Regions from separate parts of the Sus scrofa genome. Here region 2 is linked to region 1. A link is a contact called in public HiChIP or PLAC-seq data. All regions are on one chromosome and are shown on one strand. Each heading gives the region's core, a stretch centred on a gene start, on an enhancer-like site or on the middle of the called end of the contact. The rest is flanking DNA. Distances are from core to core; before and after follow the strand shown.

The links. HiChIP or PLAC-seq counts read pairs in DNA pulled down with a chosen protein or histone mark.
Region 2: a contact with region 1 is called in an H3K27ac HiChIP or PLAC-seq map of alveolar macrophages. The contact joins the promoter of SAMD4B here to the promoter of FBXO17 in region 1. A contact is called at or near these places in 1 of 47 Hi-C or Micro-C datasets (fetal skeletal muscle) and 1 of 2 datasets of contacts at active chromatin or transcription factors (alveolar macrophages).

Annotation. Positions count from the first base shown.
Region 1 is chr6:47,758,365-47,761,355 of Sscrofa11.1, forward strand. FBXO17 (F-box only protein 17) reads right to left here and starts at 1,282. Exons shown (of 7, transcript XM_021094357.1): 1 at 1,130-1,282.
Region 2 is chr6:48,001,366-48,004,154 of Sscrofa11.1, forward strand. It overlaps SAMD4B (protein Smaug homolog 2), which reads left to right and starts at 1,361. Exons shown (of 13, transcript XM_021094367.1): 1 at 1,361-1,510.

The DNA of each region.
Region 1 (2,991 bases), core at 32-2,531:
GAGTCAACAGATTTTTATATATATACATATACACACACGCATATAAAACAGATTTTAGATATATAACAGATTATATATTTAATGGAACAAGAAATAAAAATTTATAAAAAATATTTTATGTAACAAAACTACCCATAAAGAAACTAAAAGGAATGCTGTGATTATACAGGAAGGAGGGAAACCACGGAGATGATGAAAGCTGTCCATCTATTTTTCAGCAAAGGATTAGCAGACAGTCTAAAAGTTGATAAACTAAGAAATAACAATGGAAGAACTCTCTTCAAAGATTTGGAAGTAACCACCGGAGGAACAAAAAGCTGAAAAGGATTTAAAACCATGCACTACGGGTCACAAGTTACTGTGCCATTTGTGAAAAGCAATGTACTTACAAAAATTTTTAATTGGCTGCGGGGGAGGGCGCAAGGCTTAAAGCACTGCTGTTGCATGCAAAGCTCTGTTCTAATTTGTCTTTTGTTTTTGCTTTCCCGGGACTTTTTTAAAAAATGTTTTATTATTTATTTAAAAAATAGGCTAGTGATATTACGGTCTTTCAAAATAGAGGGTAGACAGCTGCTGTCTCAAATTGAAGGAACAAGATACGGTGCGTTAACAGATATCCCTGAACACTGCAAAAGATAACTTAGAACAAAATTTAAATTCGGTGGAGCAGTGAAAACACACCAAAGGTGCCCAAGTTGCTAAACCAAGACTCGGTGCTCTAAAGCTGATGCACAGAATTTTCCGCCAGGCAGAGGAAAACAAAAGCCAGGATTGGTTAGGAGTGGTCTGGCCTTTCACCCGCTGCAGTGAACACGTGTTGGTCCACTACTTTGGGGAGGGGAATTTATTTCATGGTGGCCTCGGCGGACCAGTAGCCGGGCGGAGAGGCGAGGGCTCTAGAGGACCGGTTTTGGCAAAGCCCCTGCTGTGCGAAAACACGCGTTTGTGTAACTGTGGGCTCGGAGGGGCGAGGGAGGGCGGGCCCGGGAAGGGGCGCTGGGGCACAGGACTCCCGGGACACGCCCGTCCAGGCCGGGCCTGGGGCGGAAATCCTTCCCGGGACGCTCCAGCCGCGAGTGGGGCCAGAACACGGATTCCGACCTGGGTCCCCACCTGTCCCGGCGCTCACCTGGCGGCCCGCTCGGAGGCGGCGGCGGCGGCGGCGGGCCAGGATCCCCTTCCGCACTCTGCTCCGCGAGGCAGTCGGGGGGCGCTGCCCGGGTCGGCCCTCTCCGGGTGGGTGGAGGGCGGCGGCGAGATCCGGTGGGCGGCTGCGCAGCCGGACGGAGGGAGGGGCGGGGTCTGGGCGGCCGCAGGCGCCGGGGGGAGGGCCCAGCTGCCGCGAGGCGGGCGGGGCGGCGACCCGGGCCCCGCGCTCCGAGGTCTGCGGGCGGGCTCTTCCGAGAGGCTGCACCTCCAACAGGCAACGTCTCGGAGCGCGGGGCTACCTGCCCAGGCGTCCCGCGATCTGAGACCTGGGTGCCCTGGCGCTCACCGCAGGCACCTCCGATAGGCGAATTCCGCCTCTCCGGGAGCCCCTCGCCGTGGGAAGGGTCCTAGCTGTTCCCCCCCCGGCCCCCGTCTTCCCTTCTTATTCCGGCCACCGGCCTACAAGCCGCCTCCGCCGTTCAAAACCTCTCTCCCACCATCTGTCCACTGCTGGTAAAGGGCGGTGCTGTGACTCCGCCCTCGGACCTAGTGTGAAACACTTGGAGAGAAGTTTCTGTCCTCAGGGATGCTCTCGAATTTACATTGTGTCCCCAGGGGAGTGCCTCAGGCTTGTTCTTAAATTGAACTTCTTTGCCACACGTTCTCTGCGGCCAACCTGGGCGCTCCTACGTTAGGTATCTGTCCCCGCCCCTAAATTGCAAACTAGGGAATTAGTGCCAGGTTCACAGTAAGCATGGGGCCACAACACATTTCTCCCTGGACCTCTGCCCTTGAGCTCTCATATCTTTTTTCCGATTGACTTTAGACAACCCGGAGCCAGTCTTCTGGTCCACAGTCCTCCCACATCCTAGGGGATCCTTGCCAGTCCCAGACTCATCCCGGGCACTGTGCTAAATGCTCTATTTGCATTACCCCATGGAGACCTCTCCGACCCCTAGAGGTAGGTATGCACGAGGTACATACAAGTCACTCGCTTAGGGAGGTCGCTGTTTTTTGTTTTTGTTTTTTGTTTTTTTTTCATTTTAGGGCCGCACCTGAGGCATATGGAAGTTTCCAGGCTAGGGGGTCGAATGGGAGCTGCAACTGCCGGCCTACACCACAGCCACCACAACGTGGGATTCGTGCAGCAACTGTGACCTACACCACAGCTCTGGGCTCCTTATCCCACTGAGCGGGGCCAGGGATCTAACCCTCATCCTCACGGATACTAGTTGGGTTTCGTAACCCGCTGCGCCACAACGGTAACTCCCATGAAAGGGTTTTAAGCTGGAGTTCCCAGGTCCCCTCCATTGAAAAAGTCTCAGAGGAATTCCCGTCGTGGCCCAGCGGTTAACGAATTCGACTAGGAACCATGAGGTTGCGGGTTTGGTCCCTGCCCTTGCTCAGTGAGTTAACAATCCGGCGTTGAGTGAGCCCTAGAAATGGCAAAAAAAAAAAAAAAAAAAAAAAAAAAAGTCTCAGAAAGACACCACAGCGCCATCGCGAGGAAAGTGTGAGATGCGAGCATTTTGGGTTTTTTTTTTTTGTTTTTTCGTTTTTTTTGTCTTTTTGCTATTTCTTTGGGGCGCTCCCGCGGCATAGGGAGGTTCCCAGGCTAGGGGTCCAATCGGAGCTGTAGCCAGCGGCCTACGCCAGAGCCACAGCAACGCGGGATCTGAGCCACGTCTGCAACCTACACCACAGCTCACGGCAACGCCGGATCCTTAACCCACTGAGCAAGGGCAGGGACCGAACCTGCAACCTCATGGTTCCTAGTCGGATTCGTTAACCACTGCGCCACGACGGGAACTGCCATTTTGGTATTCTTGGTAGCTTTTTCAG
Region 2 (2,789 bases), core at 111-2,610, 240 kb after region 1:
GTGCCATGTGGGAACTCCTAATTACCATCTTTGCTTATCCTCAAATCCTGATTTCCAACCCCAATTCCTCTCTTAAGCACTAGATCCAGGGGTTATGCAGCCTCCTGGACTCCAATGCTAGGTGGCCCACACTGGGCTCAGTACCTTCCAAACCTGCTTCTCCTCTGGGTCTCCTTCTCAGGGAAGGCCCCCAAACCCCCTAGTTTTCCAGCCAGAAGGCCTTGTCTTGGATTCCTCCCTCCCTCCCCCTCCGGGGCCAACCAGTCCCAGGGCAGCTTCACGGGCCTCCTGGGCGTCCATCCCTCCCACCAATGCCCCCTTCCCTTCCCATAGTCCCACCCTAGTGCAAACGCCCCTCTCCCACCACAGCTGCTTCCCTGGACTAATGGCTCCAGTTCTATTCCCTCCAATCCATCCTCCATATAGAAGCCGGGAACACCTTTCCAAACCCCCACCGATTCTCCTTGGCTTGAAGCCCTGCCATGGCTTCTCAGTGCCCTGGGGACGAGTCTCAACTCTCTCAAGTGGCCAAAGTTCTGGCCGTGACTCATTTCCCTTCACTCCTTGCCTTAAATTCTACTTTCCACTCCGAATACATTTCTTTGAGTTCCTCTACCAACCATGGTCACCTGGAAGCCTTCTGAGGGCCCCCACTCTGGTTAGTTGACACCGGTCCAGGACAGTGTGTGAAATAAAAAGGTTACAACAGTCAGAGCAACAACCCCCATTTACTGATGGTCTGCTTGGTGTCCAGCACTTTATATATGTATCGTCTCTTTCGATCCTAATCCCATTTGAGAGACAAGGCAACAGACGCAGAGAAGGGTTTGGTGAGAGAGCTGAGACTCCTACAGCCCGAGCGCCGACCCGCAACCTGGAGGGTCAGGGCACAACCGGGCCCAGGCCTAGAGCAGGGAGCGCTGGCGGGGTGCGCTGGCGGGACGCGCCACCAGTCCTTGAACGCCAGAATCAGGAATTGTGACTTATGTCGCGGCCGGTGAGGTAGACCGGCACGAGACTGCCCCCTGCGGGCCTGGAGGCCCAATCCCAGACTCCGCCGGGCCCGTTGCCCATAGCAACGCCGCGCGCGCCCCGCCCCTTCCCCGCCCGCCAGCCGACTGCCCGTCAGTCGCGCAGCCGACCAATCCCACAGAGCAGGGGGCGGGTCTTGTGGGCCTCGTTCCACCTCCGTGGCCCCCCTCTCCACCGCGACCCCGCCTTTCTCCGCGCACACCTCCCGCCCTTCGGGCTGCCCTCGCCGCCCATTGGTGGGTGCGCTGTTCATCACCTTGGCATCAGCTAATGCGGGCGCGCTGCGGTCCCTGGGCGGGGCCAGGGGCGGTGACGCACGGCGCGGTGACGCAGCGCGACGGCGGCGGCGGCGGCGGCGGCGGCGGTGGTCGGTGCGGGAGGAGGGAGGGGAGCTCGCGGGCTGGAGAGGGGGCGACGGCGGTGGCGGCGGCCTGAGGAGGCCTGGACGGCGGCGGCGGCGGCGGCAGAGGCCGAGGCGGTGAGTGGCCGGCAGGGCCGGGCGGACGCGAGGCGGCGGCGGGTCGGGGCGCGCGGGGCTCACCTCGGGGCGCCCCAGGCCGCGCGGGCGGCCCCGCCCCCTCAGGGACCCCGGGCGGTGGCGGGCGCGGAGTGCGGGCCTCGGGACTCCCGGCCCTCGAGAGAATCCCCCACACCGGTCTCCTGAGTCGCCCGCACAGGCCGCTTCTCGAGCTCTCTCCGAAATTCTCGCTCCTCGGGGTGGTCGGGGGGCCCGGCCCGCAGCCCTTTCTCGTGACCCCCCCAGGTTTACCTCCGACACCTCCCTGGCGGGCACGCCCACAGATCCCCGGAGTCTGCCCCAACTCCTCCATTCCCCTCCCACGAGGCGAAAGACCTCGAGAGACCACCTCTGGTATTTCTACGTCTGCTCCAGACCCCGTCATACGCCTCAAAAATCTTCCTCAGAGGACCCCCCCCCCCGTGGCCCCAGATCCCCCATCCTCCTCCCGTGACCAAAAATATTTCCCCGAAGCCACTCATGTACCAACAATATGTGTCATATATCGTCTCTAGGAGCCTCCCTTATAAGCCCTAAACATCTCTTTCAGAGACTCCCCGAAATCCCCTCCAGACCCCGTACATTCCAGAAATCTCCCCCAGCGACCTACTTAGCATGTCCCAACAATCTCCCCCAGATTTCCTTCTCACACATCCCAAGAATTTTCTCTCCCACCTACCCCCATACCAGAAATCACCTTGGAGATTTTCCACTCAGAGCCCCAAAATCTCAGAGCCCCTCCCCCCTGGAATCCTCCAGAATGCCCTTGATAGCCCCTGAGAATCTTCCTCAGAGACTCTTGGATCCCCACAGCTCACCTGGAGGTCCCGTGTCCGGTGACTTCCCCCCCCACCCCCGCGTTTCCGCAACATCCACCTCCCATTTACGCTCCCCCCCTCACATATCCCAGAAGTCATCCATACCTTTGGACCCTTCCACAGACCCCCAAAATTTCTTCTAAAGACCTCCTCATGTACCCCAAATCCCACCACCCTGAAATGCCCTGGAGATGACCCTCACGCCTCCCTAAAATCTTCCCCTGATGACTACCTCAGACCAAAATTCTCCTTCAGAGATGCCCTGAAATCTGCAGAGAATTCTCTTCTCATATTCCACAAGCCTCTTCCAGAACCTCTTTTTTGTATCCCGAATCTTTCCCAGTAACCCACGCGAAATATTCCATAAATTGCTTCTTCAGGATTCCAACAGTTTTCCTCATAGTTTCTCTTTGAAATTTTAT